2 separate regions of the Rattus norvegicus genome follow, and region 2 is linked to region 1. Evidence: chromatin contacts called from public Hi-C data. All regions are on one chromosome and are shown on one strand. Each heading gives the region's core, a stretch centred on a gene start, on an enhancer-like site or on the middle of the called end of the contact. The rest is flanking DNA. Distances are from core to core; before and after follow the strand shown.

Region 1 (6,784 bases), core at 3,208-5,707:
TGTCAAGGCGACACAACAAACCCCTGCTTCAATAGATAGATAGATAGATAGATAGATAGATAGATAGATAGATAGATAGATAGATAGATAGATAGATAGATAGATAGATAGATAACAACAACAACAACAACATTTTCACTTTAGCACACTAATTTTTTTGAAACAATATCCCAATCATTCATTTTGAGACACATGTAGCTGTGTAACTCAGGTTAGCCTGGTACTCTCTATGTAGTCTAGTCTTGCCTTGAACTCAACGCAGTCCTCCTTCTCCATGCTCAGGTTACAGGTGTGGGCCACCAGACCTGACTATGCTAAATCTTTAAAACTGGGAATAAAGAATGCGTGTTGCTAGGGTAGTTGTGAGCACTAAATGTCGTCGCTATTCAGTAAAAGCCCTTATCTTACAACGAGGCAGCGCGGAGAAAGCTGAGATTTGACAACTTCCCTTCTCAGAATGTGCTGCAGGGCAAAGATCTGTTACCTGCCAGTTAGAATGAGGCTCTCAGTTTGCAACAATCAAAATGCCTGAGAGTTTCAGAAGATCAGGTGCTGGGTGGGGTGGTACTCGGTGATTCAGTACTAACTTAGCATGTATAAGGCCTCCCAGCACTGTCTCTTCACTCCTACCCCACGAAATAGGATACTTAGAACTGTCAGCTGACTAGAAAACCTCATATAAAATGAACAAGACTCGCAGAACTAGTAGAATCTGACTACTGGCTTGAAATTTAAGTTGCTGGATATTTTTAAATGACGCCGACAGGAGTGTTAAGGGGTTAGTGTTGTAGCTTGTCCTCTTACCTCTAATGAGTATCCAATGAGTCTGACGTCTGTCAGCCAGCATAGAGCACATTTGTTTTCATTTTCCCCAAGAACCAAAATGAGTGTATGGTCCTGGATTCACAGATTAGGGAACCCATCTGCTTCAGGGTCAACACTGTGTGGGAGTGAAGCATGTCTATACCAAGTTCCTCAGTCACTAGGGTATTTTCTAAGGATGTCGGCGAGCCTACCTACCATTTACTCTCCACACGGAAGGTTCCAGCACCACTTACACATTTTTAAAAACAGTTTTTGGGCTAGTAAATGGCTCAGTGGTTAAGAGCGCTGACTGCTCTTCCAGAGTTCTATTCCCAGCAACTACATGGTGGCTCACAGCCATCTGTAATGGGATCTGATGCCCTCTTCTGGTGTATCTGAAGACAGCTACAGTGTACTCATATATAATAAATAAATAAATCTAAAAAAAATTCATTTAAAAACAGCTTTCTCGAGGCCTAAACTTGGGTCTCAGAACTCACCTATTTAAAGGTATAATTCTAAGCCAAGCATGGGGATGCATGCCTATAGACTCATCACACAGGAAGCTGAGACAGGAGGATTGTGTATTGAAAGTCACCCTGGAAGCACACCCAGTTCAAGACCAGGTTGAGCTAATCCTAAGACTCTATCTCTAAAACACAAACAACAAACAAAGCGCAGTCGCTGTCACAATCCAGCTACAGAATAATCCCAACATAAGCTTGGTAGTAGAGCCAGCCCATCCTTAAGGAATATGTATGGTTAACTTGTACCTTTAAACATCCAGATTTGGGAAATGCTCTAAATGTTTGTTCTGAGTATGACAAGGCTACCAAAAAAAAACCCCAAACTTACATTCTCAGCTTCATTCAAAATATAAATCTATATAGCTCATTCTCAGAGGTCTCTCCAGATGTTTTCAGGCTAAGAGCATATATGAAATATATATGCACAAAACCTGTACATGCTTCGCTGTCTCACTGGTCCAGTCCCACTCCTATTATTATGATCTGGGGTTTAAACCTTTTTATTTAGCACATCCTAGACTTCTGGAAGAAACAGTTTTCCTACCTGTAAGTTTTCTGTGTCCATTTTTGCTTATTGGATGAGTGCAGGCCAACTGAGCAACTTCAGAGGAAAAGATCTGTCTGTAGTGCCACACTGAGACCTGGACTGGCTAGTCTCAAAATCATAGTGTGCAGGAAAGAATCTGTAACCTGGGGCTGGAGAGATGGCTCAGAGGCTAAGAGCACTGGCTGCCTGAGTTCAATTCCCAGCACTACATGGTGGTTCACAACCATCTAAAATGAGATCTGGTGTCCTCTTCTGGCCTGTAGGCATATATGGAAAAAACAGGGGAGAAAATCTATAACTGAACTTTCGGTCATTCTGTGAATTCTTTTTTCTTCCACCCTTCTCCACCCCTGTCCTTTCAATCCCTTAACACTAAGTACAAGAGAAAAAAGCACAGAAGGAAAAAGGCGGCAGCATTGTCATTAGACGACTTCCTGCTGATTAGGGGTGTCCAGTTCCTTAGGGAAAGTTTGAGCTTTGCCACCAACATATCTAATTTCTTCTTTTCATCTCTTCGCATACAACTGCCTAACAAACCTCAGCCAACAGCATCCAACCACCAACCAGCCAACCACCAACCAGACAACCAGACAACCAGACAACCAGCCACCAACAAGCCAACCAGCCAACCACCAATCACCAACCAGCCAGCCACCAACCAGCCAGCCACCAACCAGCCAGCCACCAACCAGCCAACCACCAACCAGCCAACCACCAACCACCAACCAGCCAACCAGCAACCAGCAACCAGCAACCAGCAACCAGTTAACCAGTCAACCAGCCCCTTCTATTGGGCCTTAGTATTTATATATTCTCTGAAGAGTCCCCAGAATTCCAAGTGTCACACTCTCGCAGAAACCATACACAGCTGGCAAAACCACACTCCTGTCAGAGCAATCATAGTCAGCTGCTGTGAACACTCTGTGGCAGCCCCACCTGGGATTAAAACAAGAAACATTCTTACATTTCTGTGTTTTTAAAGAAACCAAAAATCTCACTACAAGAATCACTATGGTCCTCTTCCCCAAACCTTAGCATTTGTGGTCTCCATCTCCTCACATGGTATCTATTTTGAATGCACATACAGATCTTGGAATTGCAATCTGGGAATAAAGAAACTACCTCACCTATTTGTCTGTATAAAGTTTCACTGGAGAACAGGGATATACTGTATGCACTTGGAAATTCATGTCTTTCTTTAGCTCTCTAGGGTTTGCTGGTGACTCCATTCATCTTGACATTTAAATACTATTTTATATTTATTTAAGCATTCATTAGGTATAGGCTAGTTCAGCTTCCTCCATTCAGTAAGCCCCTTGTGGTTAAAACAGTTTCTTTAAATGTATGCATTAGGTGAACTTTATATTTCTCAAACACATATTCCTCTTGGGGCACCAAAAAAAGCTATTTAGTAAGAACTGCTTAATTCATAAATGATAACTCGGGTCTATCTCCCCTCCTCTGGCCTCCTAAAACATTTACAGTCTCCATATAGCCCAGGCTTCTTAGTTAGACATTGCAATTTTTCTGTCCTCCTAGCAGGTATGTGTGCCACTCTGAGACACACACAGTCTTCAGCTGCTGAAATATGAAGTTATGGCTACAGCAACCAAGCTCCGATAGTCATTCCTTCCCTCTGCTCACTAAAAGAACTGATTACAGGTTCTACAGTTCCATTTTATTTTAAATTATGTGTATGTGTCTTTGTGTGTACTAGTTAATGTGGTGAGTCCATGGAGGCGTGGAGCTGGATTACAGGTCGTTCTAAGAGGCCAAAAGTATTTGCTAGGAACCAAACTCAGTAACAGCCAGCAAGCGCTCTTAAAATGCTGAGCCTTATCTCTAGCCCCTTGGTTACACTTCAAATGCAGTATCTTTTAACATCACTCTCAGTTTTTTTTTTTTTTAACTACAAATACAAAATAAGTTCAAAAGGGTTGACAATGCAAAATACACGAAGTAAAATTAGCTTGTGCCTGAGGTCCGGTATTGCCCTCAGGTTCTTCTCTCAGACTCAGGGCGTCCACACCAGGCGGTCCTTAGAACCTCACTTGAAGGCAGGCCGTGAGACTCAAAGAGAGCGGAGCGTGGAACTGAGATGTGTGCAGATGTTCAATCTTTGGTGATTCTGTGGACGCCCTACACTCATTTAAAGGTTGTCCGGGGGTCCTGAGGGAGTCTTTGTGCCGACTTACAGACTATGCAAATGATTCCCACAGTTTTAGGGGATGCTCCTGCCTCTCGGCCGCCTCATATTTAAGTGTTTCCACCCACAGTGGCTGCTTCCCGAGCAAACCAGCCGCTCTGCCTCCCTCTGAGCCTCAGCGGTTCCTCTGGAGTCGCCCAGTTCAGCTTCGTCTAGCCCTCTCCAAGTCTTGCTTTCTCCCCGACCAGGGAACCTCCGGGTGTCCTCCCAAGACTTCGGCCACGCCTCCTCCTTCCAAGTTTGATTTCAGTGCGCGCCAAGCCTGCGGGAGGCTGTAATTGGTTGAAGGTGAGAGGATTTCCCATTTGATTGGTGAAGTGTTATGATGGGCGGAACGGGGCGGGGTCAAAGACGGAAACCCGGCGGGCCAGAGCTTCCTGGCTGCGTTATGGAGGTGATTAAGTGTCCGGAGCACGGTAAGGTTCCAGTCTCAGGATTTCCCTCCTGGGGACTGTGGAACTGGCTTGCAGGGGCCATTGCTGACCTTCTTGTTTCCTCAGGGGCCGTCTGCTTCTTAAAGACCGGCGTCCGCGATGGCCCGAACAAGGGAAAGAGCTTCTACGTATGCCGGACGAACACATGCGGCTTCGTGCAGGCCACCGAGTGAGTCTCCAACCCGGCCGGGTTCCACAGAGTGACCCAGCCTGGTCACTTCAGCTGCCTTGGGACGCGGATTTACCCACACTCGGATCCTTCTAGAGTCCGCTTAAAGTTTCTAGGCACCTGTCTGGCCTTACTTAGTCACTCCCCTTTACCCCTGCATCCTTTCTGCTCCTTCTAAAAAGTGTAAACAAACAGTGGACATGGGAATTAATTTGCTAGTTTTGCACCAATTTTAGATCGCCATTTTAATTTTAATATTTGAGGTTAAAAACAGTAATTAGACACCAGCCTTTCTCCTTCATCTAGTGGTGTGACGCTAATAAACTCCAGAGATTGAAGGTCTTAGGGCAGCGTTTCTCAACCTGTGGATCGGGACCTCCAGGGTCTAAGGACCCATTCACAGGGACCGCCTTTTAGATATCCTGCAAACCAGATACTCACATTACGATTCAAAACGGTAGCAAAATTACGGTTGTAAAGTAGCAATGGAAATAATTTTATGGTTGGGGTCACCACAACATAAGGAACTGTTTTAAAGGGTTGCAGTATTAGGAAGGTTGAGAACCACTGTTGTAGGGAGTTAGTGCTGAAAGAAACATCAGAGGTTGGTGCAGAACTCAGGTTCTGCAGATGTGAAGGCTGAGACCTAGAAATGTCAAGCATCTTGTCCAAAGTGAGGAAAGTGCTCTCAAGTGTGACCATTCTCTGAGTGAAATTAAACTGTGGTTCATTTAACACTTCTTCCTGCTCTCTATTCAGCTGAACTTTGTAGAGCACAGTTATTTTTTTTTTCAGTATATAGGTATATAATAGATATTAGTACTGGAATAAGTTGTATTTTGCATCAGAATTTACAGTTCCGTTCCTAAATATATTGAGTATTGTTGAATGTTGTAAGACCCATGCGCGCGCATGTTCGTAGGAATTAATTCATAGGAACGTTCCTACGCAACGTTCGCATCAATGTCGGTCTTAGGTTTGATTCAACATTAAAAGAAATATTCTTGAGGACTGGAGAGACAGGTCAGCCTTCAAGAGCACGGGCTGCTCTTCCAGAGGCCCTGGCTTTGATTTACAGCACCCACTTAGGGGCTGTGAAATGTTGTAACTTTAGTTCTAGGGGATCGCGCGCCCTCTTCTGGCCTCTGAAGGCCTAGCATGTACATGGGGTACAGACACACATGCAACAAACGATCCCTAAACATAAAATAGAAATAAATAAATAAATAAATAAATAAATAAATAAATAAATCTTTAAAAAGAGAGTGAACATTCTTAAAGAGTGTGCCACTTCCGTGGGTACACTGCAATACAGACTAGTACAGTACTTTCACTGGAGGCTTGCAGTGTGTCTGATGAGCGGACTGCAGGCTGCAGACAATTCTACAGGTCACAGGAGAGTGCTTTAGACCTTCACTCCAACCTGTCTGCTCTCAGTATTGTACATATTTTAGGAGGGACATTTAAAATTTTATGCCAGGCAAGAAGCACATGAGTAAGTTATTATTAGAGGTAGACATGGGAGTAACAGCAGATGACAGCTAGTAGGGTATTAATGGATGAGAGATCCTGAGAAGTCACAGCAGGCCTACCCTGTGACCAGCCTGAGACTATAAGTCATCCCTGGAAGTGTTGCAGTGTGGCTGTCATATGACCGTCATGAAGAAAAGAATAGTTATTGTCACGCTTCGGTTCAGAAAGTGGTAAAAGAAAAACTATGGATCCTTTCCTCAGGAAGCCACACCAATAGCCATAGATGGAATTTATACACCCAGGACACCTTGAGCTGTAGTTGGGCTGAGTGTGGTGGCACACCCTTGTGATCCTAGAGGAAGGATTGCTGCAGGTTTGAGGCCACACTGGTCTAGGTGGTGGGTCCCAGGCCAGCCAGTGAGAATTCAAGCTTGGATTTGACTTCAGACTGCTGGCCTCTATTCCTTGTCTTCTAAAATTATTTTATTATTATTTCTTTCTCTTCTAGTATTCCTGTTTCTCATTGTTTATTGCATGAGGAGTTTGTGGTAGAGCTTCAGGGTTTGTTTCTACCACAGGGCAAGAAAGAATGGAGGTGAGTGTCCAGAAGAAACATCTAGATGC
Region 2 (6,263 bases), core at 3,277-5,776, 420 kb before region 1:
GCAAAGGTTCTTTGTAATTATATGCTGGCTTATGGGGCTTCCTCGGCAACGACTGTTGGTTCGTCTAGCTCAGGTCTTCCCAATAAGGCTCCTTATTGGCCGGAGCCTGGGCCTCATTCACAGAAAGTACTGCTTGTGTAATAAAAGAACACAGGATTTGATCCTGACAGTCCTGGCTTCAATGCTCTCCTCTGCCACTTACAAGCTTGTGGCTATGGTAGAGGCCGATATTTGTCAGGCAAAACCTCCACTCTCCTTAAAGCAATGCAACCCCATGCTTTAAGCGTGGCCCTGGCACTTAGAGTGAGCAGCACACTTCCGAGCCTTTCCTGCAGTTAAGTATAGCCATTATGTCCAAGTTCAAGCCAAGGAGAATATAAGCAGAAGAAGTGTACGTATCTTCCGGTAAGTATCCTTAATATACAAATTTCATCATGAATCCTTCATTAATCCTTTCTTTCCTCCTGATGGCTGGAGCCAGAATGGCCACACTGGACCCTAAGGTAGTACTGGGAGTAAACGCCGTACACAGAAAACAAGCCAGAAGGAGCCTGGGGCCCAAATACTGTGTGATGCATTAACCGGGCCAGCCATCCATCTTAGGAAAGTTAATCTTGCTGGACTTCATGATCACCATCTACAAGAGGATGGAAATGTAAGGTGCCTCTCGCCTAGAGTTGCTTTGGAGACTGAGTGATGGGTTTGGCTCACAATAAGGACTGGCGTTCGGAGAGCTGATAACCACCCCTGCTCTAGTAATAAACTGTAGCTCTGTTCCAGTAGAGCAAAGGGGACAGAACACAGCCCCGGCACAGGGAGGAGACTCAGCCCTTTTTATAGTCTAAAGATGCTATTGTGAGGATCTTAAATGACCCTTCTATCTCCAACGGTTTGGAGCACAGGGTGGCTGTACTGGGAGAAGACGGTACCTTTCAGAGGTAGGGTCTAGGGTGATTGAGAACGGTCCCTTAAAAAGTACAGTATGGTGCAGCTCCTTCTCCTTGTCCATTCCTCGGCAGTGGGGTGATGAGTGCTTTTGCCTGCCCCTCCCCCATCACGATGCTCTGCCCAAAAGCAACAGAGCCACCCTTAAAACTGTGAGCCCGAATGAAGCTGCTCGGAGTCCGTTATGTCAGCTGTTTTGGTATAATGATTGAAAGCCGACAAACTCAAGAGGCAGCCTAAGCCAGTCCTGGCAAGGATTCCTTTCTCCAGCACCTTCATCAGATAAGTCTTATGAAGCAAAGTGCACCGCCTTTTCAACCAGTGGTGCTGGCTCATCCATTAATCACACCACCCATCCCAGCTACTCACCCCCAGTGATGTAAACCCCTCCGCTATCATCTGCTTTCTCCTTCTCCTTTGCCTTTGATCATCTTGATCCTGCCTCTGAGTTCATGCCTATCGAGACATCAAAGTTTCCTCCCATCTCCTTTGGAAGCACCCTCTGCTCTCTGCCTAATCACTGGAAGTGATAACTTGATCCCATCCTGTTCAAACATGAGGCTTCTCAAACTCTATAAACAAGTGTGTGGGTTCACTGGGGAAGACTCAAACACCCACCAACCATCCGGGGGTTCTCCTCTGTGGGCCGTCTTGTTTGCAACATCTGCATTGGCTTGGGAGTATAACTCTTCATGGTACACAAAACCGAACCACGCTTTCTGTGTCTACAGTCTACATCTTTCCAGAGTGGTTTTTTCCTGCTCAAGGCGTCACAATCCCCACCCTCTTCTCTCATGCTCTGCCATCTTCCCACGTCACATTGACACACGTGGGCTTCACCCCGGCACCAGCGCCAGTCACCCCGGCTCTCCCACCCCATTCCCTCTTCTTCACACTCAGATGAGCCCTCACTGTCTCTCTCTCATCTTCTGCCCTTCGGGCTCCATCCGTCCCAGACGGTGGAGACTCTGCTGTTCACCAGCCCAGACCTAAAATGCCTTTAGAATGGAAATGAGGGGGTGGTAGCAGCCAATGGCTGAGCTTGGAGGAGCCACCTGGGATTCCAAAAGGACAGGAGACTCAGCAGTCAGGAGAACAGGGACAAAGAATTGAATTATCTGTGTCCTAAACAGGCAATAAAAGAGAAACCTGAACCAAACTCCAGACGAGGCAAAGGAAGGGAGCCGAAATCTGCAAGCCCAACGGCTTCTCACATACGTCCCACAGACTCACCTTCCAGTCCTTCTCACAGAGGGGTCACGAGATTTTCTAGCTCAAATTTTCAGTTTCTGGAAGGTCGTTACCTCTATCTCCCTTTTACAGAGCTTAGCCTGACTCAACTTTTATACAATTTTATTCCAGGTATGTGACCCACATGGGTTCAAAACCTTGGGGTTCTTTATTACTGTTTTAAATTCATACAACACATTAATTCACATCACACAGAAGGAATGCTGACATGAATCAGACCATACCGGGAGGCCACCAAGCTGGAGTGTGTTTGTTCTCTCCCCACTCTGTGTTTCTCCCAGGTGAAGACTAGTACAAGGCAGGCCTCCCAACCATGTAGTCAGCTCTCCAGTGATAGGCCAAGGGCTTGGGAGCCCCTCAGAGGGGCTCAGAAGGGAGCAGGCATTAGTGTGCCTGTCCACGGTTCCAAATATCTCCACTTTCACACAGATCTGGCTTTCCACCCCAGGAACCCTTTCCAGTCACCTGGAATCCTCCAGGGCCTCTCAGGGGTGGGTGGAGTGGGGTGGAGGGAAAATAACTGCACTCTCTGGGTGCCGGGGTCCCAGCTCCCCTCCACAGAGGGACCTGGAGAGGGGGACAGCAGGGAGACCAGCAGGCAGCCTCACATTTCCTCAACAGCCAAAAAGGAAAAAAGAAAGAAACAAAAGACACAAATGTCATAGTTCCTTGTCTTCCCATTGGTGGCTCCTCCTGCCCTGAGCCCCACCCTCAACCACACAGCCAAGCCTGGGAAGCGCGGTGCGTGCGGGGGTGGGGCTTTCCCAGTGAGTGTCCTTTTCAATCTCCATGAATCAGCAGTCGGTGATTCAAGCTGAGATCCAGTGACAAACGCTGGACGGCACACATAAATATCGTCTCTAAAGAGGCTGGCCAGGAGAAGCCCGCCTCCTGACTTCCTTTACCTGAGCACCCAGGAGACATGGGAATTCTGCACCCTAACAACAGGCCAGACTGACCAAACTCCCAGCCACACGTGTGCTGGGCAGGGAAGGGCTGGCACTAATGAGCTCTCAATCCAGGGACTTTGGTTTTACTGCTCTGAGGAGGTTACCAGAATGCCAAGATTTGGTTTTGGGTTTTTTTTTTTTTTTTTTTTTTTTTTTTGTTGTTTTAAGATGCCTTAATGATACCAACCTATGCCTAAGTTTGAGTACCTCCGAATGAACACATGGATTGAAGCTTCAAACATGTTGCGAGGCAATCAAGATTTCTTTCAGGACATCTTACATCCCTTAAATGCAGACTCACTGAGACTCCCGTGAGAATCAAGATGAAACTGAGATGGGAATTCAAGACTCTAAAGTCCATCCTCATTCCTGATGCCAGTTAACTTTTATAAGGGTGCAGGTAATTCAGAGTCATCCTCCACGGATAAATTCTGTAAGTGCAAGAAACCTAGCATGGAGAAGCAAGTGGCCAGCAGCAGTAACTTCTCTGAATGCAAAGTCACACAGAGAAGGTAGGGGGTGTGTCCATTCTTGAGTGCTGAGGTGAGAATGCACCAGGTGCCAGCTATGGGGTTTATGATAAACCAGGGCACTGGAAAATACACAGTGGAGATTACTTAAACCAAGAAGAGACAAGGGGTTGGGACTCTGTACTGGGGATGGAGGCCTGCAGAGAGGCTCACTTCTGAGACCACAGTTTCTTCCTCCTACTCTGGGCTTCCAGACTTTTTCTCTGAGGGCATGGAAAACCAATCTGACCACACCCCCTGACCAGGCAGCTCCCTATCTTCAGCTTCACCTCCTGCAAGGACTGAGCTAGGCTTCCTCGGTGAGGAGACACAGGAACTAGTGTCTTCAATACACACTTAGCCTACAGACTTCTTAGGCAAAACAAAGCATCCTTTCAACCCCCATCCCACCCACTCCCACCTTCCCCTCCAAAAACAACAATTAAAAAAAAAAAGCACAGTCGTTCATGAAAGCACCATTTCCAACACAGTTAGGAATTATGTTGTAACTTCCCAGGAACCGATGCAGACCAACACAAAAGTAAAGACACTGGAAGCTCTCAACCCACTCACCATCCCTAAGGCACAGCGTTCCAAGTGAGGGGCTTCACCCAAAGGCCCAGGGCAGCTTAAAGACAACCAGAATTCCACCCTTCTTTCTGGGTCAGAAACAAACAGACCCTCTTGGAACTTTAATCCACTCTGTCACACTATGGCTACCCCCTTCTGCCTCCCGAAACCCAGTGTTGATGGGAGAGAACCACAAGGAATTAGCAATGAGATCGGGTTAAACTTTCACAGCTATAGAACTGATAAGCAGTCACTTACCCAGCACAGCCAGACAGCTCAACACTGGGAAAAAGCACTTCATGTCTGCGGCGGCGGCGGCGGCAGCAGGAAAAGGACACAGCACAGGGCACCGTGCTTTTCCCACTGCCTAATCTCTCATTACTGCCAATCCACTTATAGCTCCAGGGGAACAGTTTGGAAACAGAACTTCACGGGGAAAATGAGAGCCAGTCAAAGACAGAGTAGTCAGAAGGAGGGAGTTGGGGGCCGGAGAGGGGAGTGGCATGTGCAAGAGTCCTTTACGCCTAAGGCAGGGTCCAGAGCAATTCCGAAGGCGCTCTAGGTTTCTGCTACACTGTATATGCCTTGCAGTCTCCACCGGAACTGTAGATTCTGGTGGATTAATTCTCGAGGAAAATGGGAGGAAAGAGAGTCTGAGAAAATCCTTTCATGCGCTGATTATACAGAAATGTCCTTGGCTTCGCACTGAAGGTGTCTGAAATCTCTCATTCGGATCCCCCAAAGGGAACCAGGCAGGTTTTGTCAAAACCCGAGACAGCCAAAACACCCTTACTGGTAAAGACACTTTGGATTTCTTCATCAAAAAGTCCATCTCCATCCATGGTGATAGGTCACCGTGCCGTCACCTGCCCCAGAACCTCCCAGGGCATACGAAGTAAGCTGGCATTTGGTAGCCCGAGAGTGGTCCCACAAAAGCCCGCAGATTCCTAAAACAAACACAACAGACATTTATCTAAGGCCAACACAACCGCCGCAAAACCGAGAGAGGCCAAAGCGCCCGACTGGCCAGCCCAGCTACCTGGGTCCCCTCCCTGGCCGAGGGCAGCCCATGTGTGCATCCTGACCTTGTACAAATCTTACCTTCTGTGCCCTACGCCTCAGTTTCCCCGCCCAGAGCAGGGCAATTATGATTGTTCTCAAAACACTTTCACCAAATGCCTCTCTTACTCGCGGGCTTTCCCGTCGCGGTCTACGGAGCGGGGCGCGGCGGGCAGCCCCACCCTCCGCAGCGCGGGTCGCCACGGGGCTGGCGCGGGGCCGCGACTCCGGGCACGGGCCGTGGGAGCTGGGGCGCGCCGCGTCCCAGGTGGCCCGCTATTGTTTTACCTCCCCGGCGATTGAGTCTGAGACACTGGCAAAGAAAAGGCTCGGAGAAGGGGACTCGGGGCTCCGCTCGCTGTAGGCTGAGCCTGCTCCGCGCGACACGGGTCCAATGGAGAAAAGGGGCTTGGGCCCGGGGCGGGACGCCGATCGCCACGCCACGGTCCCCGCGCCCCCGACCCCGATCCGCGCCCGCCCGCGCTCACCTCGCCCGGAGCCCCGCAGCTCCCAGCAACCGAACGGTCGCCCGTCTGTGTCCCGCACGCCTCCCAAGACGCGCCGCTTCCTCCTCGCCTCCCGCAGCGGCTCAGGCCGTCCTGCTCCCGCCCCGCCCCAGGCCCCGCCCTCTAGCTCCGGCCTGGCCCGCAGCTCCCCGCGAGGCGAGCAGAGGAGAAGGCGGTGGCCTCACGGGGACACGCCCCCACTACGCCCCGCCCACCGTCCCAGCGCTCTGGCTGCACCCGCCAGCAGCTGCGGACCACCTGGGACGAGCTGATGGAAAGTTAACCCGGGGTTCGCGCACCAAGGGCCCTTCCCAAAGCCCAGACTCCAGGAGACACGTCGTTTGCCCGATAAACAATAGCAAAACGCTTCGGCTGGAGACTTGAATCTATTTTTATAATGAACCTCCACATTGTGCTTCACTCTAGCATAGAATCTGGACCCCAAAGACAAGCTGGGTTCATAGCTGTGGGCC

The links. A called contact is a pair of places that touch in the nucleus more often than the background predicts.
Region 2: a Hi-C map of the Rat2 cell line shows a contact between it and region 1, with 3 times the contacts expected there. The contact joins the promoter of Igsf3 here to the promoter of Ttf2 in region 1. A contact is called at or near these places in 3 of 12 Hi-C or Micro-C datasets (the A7r5 cell line, the Rat2 cell line and frontal cortex).

What each region holds. Positions count from the first base shown.
Region 1 is chr2:191,083,979-191,090,762 of GRCr8, reverse strand. Ttf2 (transcription termination factor 2) reads left to right here and starts at 4,457. Exons shown (of 23, transcript NM_001106454.3): 1 at 4,457-4,500; 2 at 4,585-4,687; 3 at 6,669-6,755. The coding sequence starts at 4,473.
Region 2 is chr2:191,499,673-191,505,935 of GRCr8, reverse strand. It overlaps Igsf3 (immunoglobulin superfamily, member 3), which reads right to left and starts at 4,526. Exons shown (of 9, transcript NM_001106455.2): 1 at 4,484-4,526. The coding sequence starts at 4,526.